Regions from separate parts of the Sus scrofa genome. Here region 2 is linked to region 1. Evidence: chromatin contacts called from public targeted proximity ligation data. All regions are on one chromosome and are shown on one strand. The core of a region is the stretch at or near the end of the contact, and the rest is flanking DNA. Distances in the headings are between cores, read along the strand shown.

The links.
Region 2: a contact with region 1 is called in a targeted proximity ligation map of alveolar macrophages. A contact is called at or near these places in 2 of 47 Hi-C or Micro-C datasets (epiblast stem cells and fetal skeletal muscle) and 1 of 2 datasets of targeted methods (alveolar macrophages).

Annotation. Positions count from the first base shown.
Region 1 is chr5:60,601,727-60,605,994 of Sscrofa11.1, forward strand. The region is part of intron 2 of ETV6 (transcription factor ETV6); the gene reads right to left. Among named protein-coding and RNA genes, the nearest start is that of ETV6, 170 kb to the right of the region's middle.
Region 2 is chr5:60,737,368-60,741,561 of Sscrofa11.1, forward strand. The region is part of intron 1 of ETV6 (transcription factor ETV6); the gene reads right to left. Among named protein-coding and RNA genes, the nearest start is that of ETV6, 37 kb to the right of the region's middle.

The DNA of each region.
Region 1 (4,268 bases), core at 1,650-4,149:
AGGCTTTCAAAGTTTATGCCTCATCTGGCCTTCACAACAGCAAGGTGGGTCAGTGGTACAGACCTTGCTCTTATTTCCAGCTGAGCATCCAGAAGGGAAGGAGGCCGGCTGCCTTGCTCAGAGCTGCCCCACTAGCTTGAAGCAGGGCCAGGATTAGAGGTGAGGTCTCTGGCTTCATCTAATGCACTGAACTTAAAAGCGGAGGTGGCCCCATGGGTCAGTGTCCTCTAAGTGATCCACCTGTTTACAACCTGGCACTGGGTGACTAGTCACCTTAAAGGGTAACCTTATCCCATCAGGGGATTATGGGCATCAGGGAATCATGGATAAGGAATCAGAGGCCTTGTGCTTTGGTCTGGCTTTGTCACCAGCCTTGTTTGGATAGGATTTAGCTAAGGTGTCACTGTTTCCGCCTCTATAACACAGGAATGACTCTATCAGGTCCACCTTGCCAGGCTGCTGTGAGATCACCTGAGGCAATGGACTTGAAGGTTCTTGGACATTACAATATGGCAGCATGCAATGATAAGCAGATACCTTGTCTGTGGTAGGCTTTGACTTCTCTAACCAAGTATGTGGACTGATGGACCACCGGAGAGTGGGGTACCTCCTTTTCTGTTATTTTAGGTCCTCTGTTTCCTTCCTCCTGAGCTTTTTGGGGGCACTAGCTCTTGGCTCTCTGAGCTGAACCTGCAGAAGCAGCACTGAGGTTCCTGCCCCTGGACCAGGGCTAACCTGGAGGCAGCTGACATCCCACTGGATGGAAGGCAGAGGCAGCGGTGGGGTGCTCTGGGGTGCCTACCAGTCGTTTTTAACCCCTTTCCTAGATGCTTGTGGACTTCTAATTTTTTAAAGTCTCCTCATTGTCTATTGCACCTGTCTTACTATATAAGGTTTCCCTGAAGGAAAATGATACAAACCACATCTCACAACAAAGCCTGAGACAGAGGTACAGAGCCCAAGGGGGGCCATGGATCTGAGCCACTGCCACGTGGAGGCTAAACTACTGTCAGTCTCTGAAGGACAGTGTCAAACCCTGGCAGACTCAGAACACCTAGGAGAGCAGGGCTAAGATTTCAAAGAGTAACGGTGGGGAGTATCTTGGGTGATGTGTCCACCTGGGGTGAGCACAGTTATGGTATTTCATACCTGCCCGAAGAAGAAATTTTGTTTCCCGGTCGGATTTGAGATGTAATCATCTGTAGTTTGGACCCAAAATATTAGAATCCTTAAAAAAAAAAAAAAGAAACAAAAAAAACAAAAACAGAGTTTGGTTTACAATGCCTGGAAAAGAGAAAGTATTTTAAATAGGCACCACTCGGGGAAGTTACAGTGGACATACACTTGGACTCCCTTCAGAAAGATTTGAATACAATAAAATAGACACGACAAACTCTCCTGAATACAATTTAATCTTCCTTTGATTCCTGAGTGGGTAAAATTCAGATCTTAAGTTCAGGGTCACTATCATAAACATCAGCTGTCATTGCACTGGTGAAATATGCAATGTGCCAGTTAATAATAGCTTTACAAATTCACAGAAGATCAGATAATAGAGGTTTTACTGTAACAGGGTTCATGATGGTTAAAAGAATCAATGCATTTTCCAAAAGAGCCTAAATCATTTCTAGGAAGTAACTCATGCTCTGCGAGAATAGGGCAGGATTTACAAGGAAGTGCTTGGTACTCCCTGGAAGGAAAAGTGCTATATAATTGTAAGCTGTTCTTTATTCTGTGCCTGAGGTCCTATCCACTACCCATACAGGCTCTCCTTAAATGGAGTGGAAGATTTCTCCAGCCTTTCCTAGATCCAAGGAACAGAATGCAGCTCAGGATAGGCATATCACGAGAAGAAATCTATTCAAGGTCACGTGTGGAAGGACCCTTTGCTTAAAGGAATTTGGGCTGGAAAAGAGTTCTCGGCTCTGGCTTGAAGAAAAAGAGAGGAGGCAGTGCAGGAGAGAGGGAGGGAGGGAGAGTCACCCCACATGCTACTCGGCCACCAAGGACAGAGTTTCTGCGCGGTTTCATTAGAACATGAAACCTATTCTGTCGACTATGAGTCCACTGTGAGCTGAAAAGGAGTTAGTTCACTTCCTTAGCATCTGGGGTCCCATCATTCTGAGTCATGGCCACATTAACTCTGCTACTGAAAAAGCAAGAGCTTGGCAGCACAGCCAAGCCCACGGTCACGGTGCCCATCCCATCACGCAGGCAAGCAGGTTTCCCCCAAGTGCAGTTCAGTAAGATGGGGTGCCCTGGGGGATGGGCTGCGGAGGGGAAGGGTGAGGGGAGGGGGCTTTCTGTTCAAAGCTGGCTACTTTCTCTGTAGAATTCAATTCTCCCCAACTGGGGAGGATGGAAATCTCTGATTTCCTGTATCTCTTCTAAAACAATGAGGCTCTCCCACCCCCATCCTGGGAGGGCAGCTTAGCTGTGGCTCAGGGCTCTGGCTGAAGGGAACTGGCCTGGCTGAGCAGCCACTCAGCAAAGGGAGGACATTCATACAGGGCTTCCTGGGGCCTCATGGATGTCAGGGCGCCCTGCCGCTCAATCATGTAGCAGGAAATCACTAAGCTATGAGGATAAAGACCAGTCGGGGTCCCTGTGCAGCTTTAGGGCAGGTTTCTATTTCCCCTTGTGGTGGAGAAGCGGCTTCCAAACTGCATTCAAACAATACAGTCTCCAGCAAGGAAGAAATGAAACCCTTTAAATCTTCAGCCCTTGGAGCAGTACGCTCCCCTGCTGCTCTCAGCCTTTTGTTACAGTCTCAGGAATGTGTACTTAATAGAGAAAGCGTGGTTTTGTGGCTGCTCTGAAAGAATACCAAGGTGGGTAGGACAGACCTGCCTCTCACAAGAAACCCTCCCACTGGCTGACGGTGGCCCATGCTGGGGCCATGAGGAAAGCCACCAGGGACAGTGCACCCCCAGTCCTCTCCCCAAAGTGCTGGACTGAGAGGCAGGAAATAATCCCAAACAAGCCTTAAATGCATTTGAGGGAAGGTGTGTTGGTGAGAGGAGTGGCTCTAAGGAGGTCTGCCATACCGCTGGCAGTGACTAATGCGGGGGGGGGGGGTACCCGAGAATGTAACCTCCCTCAAGGGGCCTGTGCACAAAAAAGGCAGTCTGCTTCCTGTGATTTAGCCTAACAGCACCCAGCCCAAATATTGCAAGGACTAGTGGTGGAAGGGACCTGAGAGCTTATGCTCCCCAGCCTTCTGGTAAGAAGGCAAGATTCCCATGAGGAGTGTGAAGACATTTCCCAAAAGGGGGAAATGGCTAATAAAAATGGATAAGGGAAGGATAAAAAGTATTCTGAGCAAGCAGAGAAAGGTTCCTGATGAACAAATACCTCATTCCACATAAAACATTTTAGAGTGTTACATAAACTTTCGGTAAAGCCAAGGCTTAGAATTCGTCAGCATTAGGACACTGCTACTGCCACGTGCGTGCATCTGATTTCAAAGGGATGCTTTCAGACAGGGGGAGCCTTATGCACAATTCTGAAGCAGGCAAATTCCACCTTGGCTCCCCAGTTCTTTGCCCTTTTCCCTTCAATGACAGGATATGGTGGAATGAGAAGCAGTGCAGGCTTTGGGTCAGGCAGCTCTGGTTTTAAGTCCCAGCCCTGGCCCAGACTAGCTAGCATATGACCCCAGCAGGACACTTCATTTCCTGTCTTCATTTCCTAATCTGTAAAAAGTGGATCTCAACTCACACGGATTGCTGTGAAAATTACATGTGTGAAAGTGCTGGGTCCCCAGCAGGACTCAGAAAAGTTGCCTTTCTTTTCTTCTTTCTTCCCTTCTCTCCCTCTCCCCGAAACTTGTGTCGTGATCTACACATCCCTGTTTCCTCTCACCCCTCATCCCCCCATCCATTAAAATACGCTTCCAGGAAGAGATCTAAAAATGATTAATGTTCGAGTGAAATGACCACCCAGAGCTTAATGAGCCATCTCCCTGGTCTCTGGGCTTTTTAAAACAAAAATCCATGTTCAAGGGTAGAAATCCAGGCACTGAAGGAAGGACCAAGAGGTTTTCCAAAGGCAGAAAGTCTTTTCTGGAAACTGTGAAAAATGGACAGAAAAGCAGATGACCCCAGTGGCAGGGTCACCAGAAAATGTTCCAAAAGACACTACTTCTTGGAATGATTACCAGGCTTTGCGAAATTGTCTTTCCCTTTCCTATTGACTGCCAAGGGCTATATTTATGGAAACAGAGGATTTCTCATTTTTAGTTAGATTCTAAATGAGTCCCATAATCT
Region 2 (4,194 bases), core at 429-2,928, 130 kb after region 1:
AGTGACAACACCAGATCCTTTTTTTTTTTTTTTTTTTTTTTTTGTCTTTTTGCCTTTCCTGAGGCCGCACCTGCGGCATATGGAGGTTCCCATGCTGGGGGTCTAATCAGAGCCATAGCCGCCGGCCTACACCACAGCCACAGCCACAGCCACGCCAGATCCGAGCCACATCTGCAACCTACACCACAGCTCAGGGCAACGCCGGATCCTTAACCCACTGAGCAAGGGCAGGGATTGAACCCGCAACCTCATGGTTCCTAGTCAGATTCGTTCATCACTGAGCCACGATGGGAACTCAGACAACACCAGATCCTTAACCAACTGTACCAGAAGAGAACTCCAAACGTGTCTTAAAGGCAGGAACCTAATAAATGATGGCTATTTAACAATAACACACCAATGCTCACGAAGCCCTACTTTGACTGTAACTGTGCCAAGTCCTTCACATGCATTAGCTCACTTAATCTGTTGATTTCTCGTACTCCGTGAACTTGACTAAATGAATGTCGAACTCCCAGGGATGTGTCTACCCAGTTTCTTATGTAGAAGAAAAAAATTGCCAAGCAAACTTAAATTTTAAGAAAACAGATACTGCAGAGCACCAAGAGTCACAGCAGGCTAAGCTGTTGTCATGCAACCTCCGTACCACTCCAAAGAGAACCCAGGCCCCTCCGGACAATCAAGGTGTGCAGAACGGTCTCCGAAGGGCATGTGAGTTCACAGAAGAGAGAATGGTGAATTCTTGACAGAGGTAAACAATAATTTCCTGCTTTGCTGTAACAGCTCCAGGCCCTGGAAGAGTGGCTGAGTAAATAAAGACAAACGGAATCTACCATAAACTCTCTAACCCACCTCCTGTACCCTACCTCCTGGAAAGGAACATGGAACCATCCCCGGGGAACATAAGGCCAACTGGTGTCTGGGAGATGAAGAAGATACATGAGGAGGAGTAATAATTCCATACACTGCAAAACTAGCCCCAGACTTTAATGTAGCTGACGGTTAAACCGAAAATACCAGAACCTTTCTCAGGAGTGAAGGTGATAGAATTTTCTAGGTTCAATCGAAGGTAACATTTTACGCTATTTTACCACACAATGGAATTTTACTTTGGGTTAAATTCAGTGATGAGTACTAACCTTGAAGCTTTCCTTGTGCAAAGAAACTATGTGAATCAACAAATGTCTCCTCTGTGGACTAAATGAAATGTCTACCAATGTTTAGTCTGACTGTGGTTGGCTGTGTTTGAAGAAAGGCTGGCAAACTCTTTGTATGTATATGTAAAGAATGCTTCTTTCAAACTCTTCTTTTAATAGCCGAGAAGAAAAACGCTAGAATCATCCTCTTTTGTTCAATCATATAAACATAATACCCCATTGTATCTTTATTACAGAAACGATTAAGACAAGAATGTACTCTAACTTGCTATGACATTTAAATCAAATTCGACAAAAACCATTTCTCTATGCATTCCTTCCCTCCTGGTAACTACATATATATTCCCATGCACATGAAAATACGTGTGTGTGTGTGTGTGTGTGTGTGTGTGTGTGTGTGTGTGTGTGTGTGTGTGTGTGTGTGTGTGTGTGTGTGTATTGTCGGTTTCTATACATGCATTTCCCACTTCCTGGTTTTTACCCAAAGAAGAAGGAGAAGTATTAAAAAGTCACAAGAAAAAAAAAAAGTTGTCACTTTTATTTTACCCAGAATCAGGAAGTGCCCAAAATCTCAAGAGGGAACCTGCCCTGCAGAAATTAGAGCTCTATTATTAGAGATAAGGATCCATGTCCTTAGGAGCTTCTATCTTTCAAAGGGTCTTTCAGTAGCCTGAATTTTCAGTTTCCTTTTTTTTCTTAGAATGTCCAGAGGCAATTAAGCATAACTGACAAACCAGCCAAAAATTATCACAAAGTTCATTACCAGTGTAGCCTGGATGGTTCTTTCTATTTGCCTTGCCGGGAAGTGAGGCACTGAAAAGTTACACATTACAGAAGATAGTGACTAAAGCCAGCATTCATGGTGAAAAAGTCCACGTGGTTGAATGACAGGCCACAGGCCCAACAGACTCCTAGTGCACTGACTGGCAAACCCTCTGCCTGAAAGCTGTTCCTAGCTTCTGTTCCCCATAGGTCTCAGTTCCCAGGACGCCTCCACCCCACTCCCCCTGAACCCCGCAATTGCCACCACCACCCACCTGGAGCAGTCCCCCTTCCGCCTGAGCCACTCTCTGTCCCATCCCCCACCCAGCACTTGCAGAAATATCTTGTTTTCATTTTACCCATTTCATGTCCATCTTCTCACACTAGAATCTTGACTCCCAGGTATTCAAACCTTCTAGGCCCTTTTTCTTTTTTCCTTTTTTTTCTTTTTAGGGCTTCATCCCCAGCATATGAAAGTCCCCAGGCTAGGGGTTGAATTGGAGCTGCAGCTGCCGGCCTACGCCCCAGCCACAGCAACGTCAGATCTGAGCCACGTCTATGACCTACACCACAGCTCAACATAATGCCAGATCCTTAACCCACTGAGCGAGGCCAGGGATCGAACCCACATTCTCATGGATAGTAACTGGCTGAGCTACAACGGCAACTTCCAGGCCTTATTTTTCTAGGCTGTATCCTCACTGTCTAAAATACTGGGTATCATATTTGAACTCTAGCTATCAATTAGATAACATGAAAGAATTGCCGTTAGCTTTGGCAGGTGTGATAATGACATTTTTTTAAGTCACTTAAAGATACATACTTCGGTATTTACAGATGGCAGTATGGGAGAATTTGTACTTCAAAATAATAGGGAGGGAAAGAGGTGAGAAGAGTCTGGTAGGAGATAAGTTGACGAGATTAGTCATGTATTGATCAGTGCTGAAACCTGGTGATGCGCAGATATAATTCATTATACTGGAGTTCCTGTTGTGGCTCAGCGGAAACAAACCTGACTAGGAACCATAAGGTTGCGGGTTCGATCCCTGGCCTCACTCAGTGGGTTAAGGATCCTGCGTTGCTGTGAGCTGTGGTGTAGGTCGCACATGTGGCTTGGCTCCCGTGTTGCTGTGGCTGTGGTGTAGGCCGGTAGCTATAGCTCTGATTTGACCTCTAGCCTGGCAATCTCCATATGCCATGGATACAGCCCTAAAAAAGAAAAAAAAAAACAAAACAAAACAAAACAAAAAAAACTCATTATACTGTCCTTTATACTTCAGAATATGTGTGACAATTTCTCTAATAAAAATCTTAAATGGAAAAATGAAACAGGTAGTCTTCCCTATATTTAACCGAATACTCATTTGACCTTGGGGTGGAGAAAGCCTGAGTAAAATAACAAAGGGGGAAAAAAAAAAACCACAAAGAATTTTTTGAAGCCAAATAAAATTAGATGCTCATTTAGTTTATCAAATTAGCAATGAGTCAAAGCATGAAACCACTTATGACGCACTGATTTATCTACCACTAAAGAAAAACAAATTTTATCATTTACAATTATTTTGTACTTACTGGAAGAACTTTAGATATATACATGATGGTTACATTCATCTTGGGCAAATATGAAAAAGAAAATAAATAAAATGAATTGGTCAGGCTAGTCCTAAAACATAGGGGCAACTCCCTTGAAGCACTCTGACTCAGCTGTCAATGTCTGTGACAAATGAGCATCCTTATCCTCTGTGCATGTGGCAATATGCATCCGTGGAATTAATTATCAATTAATTTGGCAACACAGTGTTTAGGAAGGTCAGGCTTTCTTTAGGCACATGTTTGCACAGCAATTAATGAAATGCCTCTTCCAAAAGAGGAACGAAGCACAGACGTTTGGGAGGCAGCTTTGCGAAGTACATTCTGTGATATAGAATCCCACAAGAAAACCAGTAACCTCAAGAAAAAAAAAAAAAGTAACAATTCTTGAGGGAATTTTCCTCTGGGCAGTCTGTTTCTGAGTTTACATTCTGATGACATTTCTAGGAAGACAAACTTTACACTCAGGCTCACGGTTTGCCCTCGGTTCTTTGAGACATGAGCGTTACGGAAAGTAATAGCCAGACTTAAAAAGAAGTCTGAAATGAAAGTTCCTGCTCGCTTGCCTCTTTCTATTCTGAGTATTCTGAACCTATATATAAATTAGAAAGTAATACAATCTAGTGGTAGATACACCATGGCTAAAAATGGATCAATACATGAACTAATAAATGATTTTCTCAAG